Linked DNA regions of Mus musculus: region 2 is linked to region 1. A link is a contact called in public Hi-C data. All regions are on one chromosome and are shown on one strand. The core of a region is the stretch at or near the end of the contact, and the rest is flanking DNA. Distances in the headings are between cores, read along the strand shown.

Region 1 (2,863 bases), core at 264-2,763:
AATTACTTCCTTTTCCCTTCCCTTTGCCTTTGGTTCCTCAAAGCCTCGTAGGCATTCCTCCTTGCCTTCTTGATCTCCCGAGCCAACCTTTGCCAGCTCAGCAAGGCCCTGCTCTGTAACTGAAGCTGGCCTCACTCCTGAGTCTCCTTTGCCAGCCTCTCCAGTGCTGGATCTGCAAGCGAGTGCTACCAGACCCAGATCTACTTAAGTGCTGGGAACATGTATTACCTAAAAATAAAAGAGAGAACACAGGCATGCTTAGGGGAGAGTGCAGACCCCTTGGCATTTTGACTTTTTTTTTTTTTTTTAACAGTCTCACGGCATAGATATGGCTAGTCTGGAACTTACTTTTAGACCAGGCTAGCCTTGAGACACACCAGAAGAGGGCGTCAGATCTCATTACGGGTGGTTATGAGCCACCATTTGGTTGCTGGGATTTGAATTCAGGACCTTTGGAATATCTGCCTGACATTTTGATTTTTTAAAAGTAACCTTAGAGTTGGAGGTGTAGCTCAGTCGGTTAAGTGTTTGCCTAGCACGGATGAAGTCCTAGGTTGAGCCCTGCACTGCACTGAGGCCTAGTGGTGCTTGTCATCCTGGCTCCCCAGTCACGGAGGCAGGAGGATCTCAATCTCACATCAATCTTTCTGTCTCCAGCCCCCTTTCCATGATGGAGAGATCCCCCCCCCCACACTTTTGTTTATTTGCTTGGTTTTTGTTTTTGGAGACAACTTCTGTGTGTAACAGCCCTTGCTTTGTCCTGGAACTCATTCTGTAGATCAGGCTGGCCTCCAACTCACAAAGATCTGCCTATTTCTGCCTTCCAAGGGCTGAGATTAAAGGCCTGCACCACCACGCCCAGCTGAGGGGACTCAATTTTTAAAAGGCTAGGACTCACCTAGCAGCCAGCCCTAGATGACTGACAGAATAGAATTCCTTCCATTAAAAAAGTGGGGTGGCAGGGGCAGGTGTCCTAGCTGGGACTGGGACTGTAACTCAGCACTAGCCTCACTGCATGAGGCCCTAGGTTCACTCCCTGGCACCCCAATAAATAATAAACAGCATAACAATAAGAAAGGGGACCCAGAGTGAGACAGAGAGAGGAAGACCTGCTGTGGGAGTGCAGAGATGGTCATTTCCTCGGAGATAAGCTAGTGTTCTAAGTTGTGGGGGACTCTCCAGCAGACGCCTCAGCTCAGAGCCTCAGGGATTAGGCAAGGGCACAGCCGTGGAGAGGAAGCAATCTTCTGTCGCCAGCCAGAGTTTGAATGGCATTGTCAGGCAGACAGAGAAGAAGGTCAAGGACTTGCTCCTGGACGTTTTCGGTGGATCCGCTGTGCCCTCCCTAAGTACTTCTGACAGATTGATTTCCTCTGCACAGGAGAGTCACATTTTGAACTTTGGTTTCTAAAATACATTAAATCATACTTTGGCTTCTCGGGGGCAGGAGGGGCTGTGCATAATGACGACTCATTTGCTTCTTGTCTCATCTAAGGAAATTATCTCTTCAAAGCGATCAGGTGCTTCTGACCTGTTCTTAAGTGTCGGTATTTTTGAGCTAACTTAGGAAGTGTGTAGGATAATTGTTAGCACTCAAGAGGACCCAGTTCTAGCCTAGTGTTAAAATCTCAGAGATGCACAGATGCCCCCTTTCTTTGTGGAGGGAGGAAAAGATACTTGTGCATGCCAGGATTGCTGCTAGAAACCTCAGGGTGGACGGCAAATTGACAGCTCCTGTCATGGATCAACAGTCAGAAGCCAAGCATTCTACTGTGTAGAAATAGCCCAAAGCAGCCCCCTCCTCCTGTGTGTGAGGAGTTACGTGTGCGAGTGAGCACGTGATGAGTATACTGGCTAGAGGTCCATGTTGGGGTCCTTCATGGTTCCTCCCCCTACCCCCAATTTTACTTTATGTGTATGAGGTTTTTTGTTTTGTTTTGCTTTTTTGTTTGTTTGTTTGTTTGTTTAGGGTTTTTTTTTTTTTTTTTTTTGCCATTCAGGCCTCTACACCATGTACATGAAGTTCCCACAGTGTCCAGAAGAGGGCACTGGATCCCCTGGGACTGCAGTTACAGATGGCTGTAGGTGCTGGGAATTGAACCAGGCAGGTCTTTGGGAAACACAGGCAGTGCTCTTAACCTTTGAGTCATCTCTCCAACCCCCTCCACTTTCTTTTTTGAGACTGTGTCTCTTCCTGAACCCACACCTCACCCATCCATTAAGACTCACTGGCCAATGAACTCCAAGGATCCGTCTGTGTCTTCCTTCCTAGATTTCAGACAGGTGCTACCACGCTTGACTTTTTAAGTGGGTGCTAGGGATCCGAACTCAGACCCTCACATCTGTTTAGCAAATACTTTACCAAACTGAACCACCTCCCCAGCTGGTCTCTGCCTCTTTTTGTTTATTTGTTTTGAGATTCACTGCCCTCAGACTTACTATGTAGCTGAGGCTGGCCTCAAACTCCTGATTCTTCTGCTGGGGAATATACAGGTATATGTCATCGTATCATCATATCTGACTTTATCATTTCCCCACAGTTTACCTAATTTTTATCGGTTTGCTTGTGGAAGCAGTAAAAGGTGGCATGTACCAAAAGCAGTCCTCATGGGGAGAAAGAAACCAATGTATTATTTGTACCAGGCATGAGGCTAAGGCCATATGCTAGTATTCATTCAGTGCTCTCAAAAATGTCTCCAAATAAATTTCCTTATATGTTTCATTTTATGGATGCAGAAGTCGAGGTTTAGAGGGCAAATTCCAGGTTCCTAACCACCCAGACTGTCCCTGCGTCTCTCTAGGGTTGGACTCACCCGCAGGCTTTTCTGTGGCAAGAGTAACCCCCCTTACCTCCACCAGGTTG
Region 2 (2,863 bases), core at 236-2,735, 140 kb before region 1:
TATAAGTGGAACAACAATATGAACTAACCAGTACCCCTAGAGCTCATGTCTCTAGCTGCATATGTAGCAGAAGATGGCCTAGTCGGCCATCATTGGGAAGAAAGGCCCATTGGTCTTGCAAACTTTATATGCCCCAGTACAGGGGAACGCCAGGGCTAAGAAGTGGGAGTGGGTGGGTAGGGGAGCAGGGCGGGAGAGAGAGTATAGGGAACTTTCGAGATAGCATTTGAAATGTAAATAAAGAAAAAAAAAAGTTATCTGGTGGGGCTGGAGAGAGGGCTCAGTTGAAAGTGTGCTTGTGAGGAGTTTGAATCCCAGCACCTATGCTAACTAAAAGGCTTTAGGAATGGAACCCAGTACATTAAAAAGAAAATCTTCAGAGGTAGATAATGCTCTCAGAAGCAACAGGTTATTAAACGAAAATTCCAACTGCAGGTGTTTTCCGTGGAGGCCCCAGAAGCCCTAGTATAAGTTTCCCCCATTGCTCCTCCTGGCTGGGGACTGATCTAGGGCCTCCGTACGCTGGGCATTTGCTGCCTCTGAGCTATGTTCCCAGCTCTCTCTACACAGCTTTTGATCAAAGTGATCTCAAGGTCCTCTTAGCCTGCAGCTTTGCACAGTTAGCACTGTCTTCCATCTGTGAAAACAGCACAAGCTAATAAAAACCTACTTAATAATTAGGGGAACAGTAAAACATTTTATGAGGTTGTAGTAAAAAAAAAAGTGGCCAAGGTTTGCATGGCTTGTGGCACTGAATATTTGTATAATCGTTCAGAAGAATATTATCCAGACTCTTAGGAAAACAAGAAGAAAAAGAGAACTGGAGATGTAGCTCATTTGGTGGAGTGCTTGCCTCCAGTGTGTGAGTTTCTGGGTTCTGTACCCTGCAAGTGAGCTTGGTGGCTTCCCTGAGCTGTGGGAAGTGAACCCAGAAGGTAGTTAGGGTTCTGGTTAGGGTTAGAGGTTAGGGTTAGAGTTAGGGTTAGGGTCAAGAGAAAGCGAGGGAGGGAGGGAAAGAGAAAGGGAGGGAGGGAGGGAGGGAGAGAGAGAAAGGGAGGAAGTGAGAGAGAGAGAGAGAGAGAGAGAGAGAGAGAGAGAGAGAGAGAAGAGTGTTGTGGCTCTAGTCTGTGTGTAATAATCCCTGAAGTTGGGAGACTGATTACTGTTGCCTGTTGCCATGATTAAGAAGGCAGCCTTAGCTACAGAGTGAGGCTCTGTTATAGAAAGCAAACATTCAAACATTGCTGGGCCTGATGCTGCAGGTCTATAATCTCAAACAGAAGCCAGAAGATTATGCTAAGATTCCAGGCCATCCAGGGCCTATCAGGTTTCTCTTTCAGTCTTTCCTGTCCCCTAACTTATGCTGAGACTAGTAGGTCAGTAATTCCAGCCACACAGGATCGGGAGCACTTGTGTTTCACAGTGAGTTTGTGGCTGGCCTAGAGAATGTAATGAGACCCTGATCTAAATAAAATATGCAAATAATGGCAAATATGCAAATCCGTGGTTAAGAGCACATACTGCTGCAGAGGACAGGGATTTGATTCTCAGCATCCATGTGGTGGTTTACAACAACCATAACTCCAGTTTACAGAGGCCAATACCCTCCTATGGCCATGGAGGGCACCAGGCATGTGTGTGGCATACATATGTACATTTTCTAAAAAATGAAAAAAAGCAATGAAAGATGTAAATAGTAGGCACAGTGGTTCATGCCTTTAGTCCCAACACTCAGGAGGCAGAGGCCAGCCCTGGTATACACAGTGAACTATATTCAAGTTAGCCAGAGCTACATAGTGAGACCCTGTCTCAAAATGAAATGTAAGTAAAAAGTAGGGATGAAGATAATATGCGTGTGTGTGCGCGCACACACATACACAAATAAATAAAGTAGGTAAATAATTAATAAATAAATAAAAAGGGCTGAGGATGGGGGTCTGTGATACAATACTTGCCTAGCTTGGAAGAAGTTCTAGATTTGACACTCAGAAGTACAAAACACACACACAATTTTAAAAGGACAACTCAGTGTGTTGGTTAGTTTTGTTTTTGTTTTTTTTAAATCAGCTTGACACAAAGTAGGGTCATTTGTAAAGAGGGAGTCACAATTAGGAAAATCCCTATGTCAGGTTGGCTTAGACTCAAGTCTACGGGGCATTTTCTTTGTTAATGATAAGCATAGAAGGGTCCAGTCCGTTGTGGATGCTACTACCCCTAGACAGGTGGTCCTAGGGTGCATTAAACAAGACAAAAGAAAAACAAACAGCTCCCCAAGCTGATATGTACATAAATAAATAAAGTAAGTAAATAAGTAAGTAAGTAAGTAAGTAAGTAAATAGACAATAAATAGAAAGAGCTGAGGTTGTGGTCTGTGGAAAACCAGTTTTGGAATCTGCTTTCGCCAGTGGAGTGTCACTGAGTACATCAACCACAGTCCAGGAGACCCCATGCCAAAAAGTAGCTGCTCAACAGAACAAACTCAATGGTGTTTTATGAACTTTTTCCTTAGTTTTGCTTTGTTTAGGCCTTTTTTTGTGTTATTAGTCTTTTGCCAGTTTGTTTTAAATTTTGTTTTTGTAGGGAGTTTTTGTTTCTTGATTTCTGGTTCTGGCATTCTGTTATTGTGTATAGTTTTTTTGTTTTGTTTTGTTTTGTTGTTTTTCTTTTTGTTTTGAGAGAGAATATAAAACTTAAAATTGGGTGGGGAGGGGAAAACATGATCAAAATATATCCTATGAGAAATTTTTAATTAAAAAAGGAAAAGCAGTCCAGATTTGGGGGTGCACAACTATCCCCCACTCCACCCCACCCCCACCCCCTAATACTGAGTTTCACTGTGTAGCCCTGGCTGTCCTGGAACTCA

The links. A called contact is a pair of places that touch in the nucleus more often than the background predicts.
Region 2: a Hi-C map of rod photoreceptor shows a contact between it and region 1, with 2.6 times the contacts expected there. The contact joins two enhancer-like sites. A contact is called at or near these places in 8 of 15 datasets of contacts at CTCF or cohesin (CD8 T cells, the NIH/3T3 cell line, embryonic stem cells and 2 more), 24 of 484 Hi-C or Micro-C datasets (the 63-12 cell line, the Patski cell line, bone marrow-derived macrophages and 9 more), 13 of 115 datasets of contacts at active chromatin or transcription factors (the NIH/3T3 cell line, embryonic basal ganglia, embryonic stem cells and 5 more) and 1 of 9 other capture datasets (embryonic stem cells).

Annotation. Positions count from the first base shown.
Region 1 is chr11:86,875,106-86,877,968 of GRCm38.p6, reverse strand. No RefSeq gene overlaps it. Among named protein-coding and RNA genes, the nearest start is that of Gm33742, 7.9 kb to the right of the region's middle. Within about 2 kb of position 1,513, at least 18 of the 459 cell types and tissues checked have an H3K27ac peak or open chromatin away from gene starts, as enhancers often do. A contact at or near this core is called in rod photoreceptor, where this site is marked.
Region 2 is chr11:87,012,258-87,015,120 of GRCm38.p6, reverse strand. No RefSeq gene overlaps it. Among named protein-coding and RNA genes, the nearest start is that of Ypel2, 20 kb to the right of the region's middle. Within about 2 kb of position 1,485, at least 9 of the 459 cell types and tissues checked have an H3K27ac peak or open chromatin away from gene starts, as enhancers often do. A contact at or near this core is called in rod photoreceptor, where this site is marked.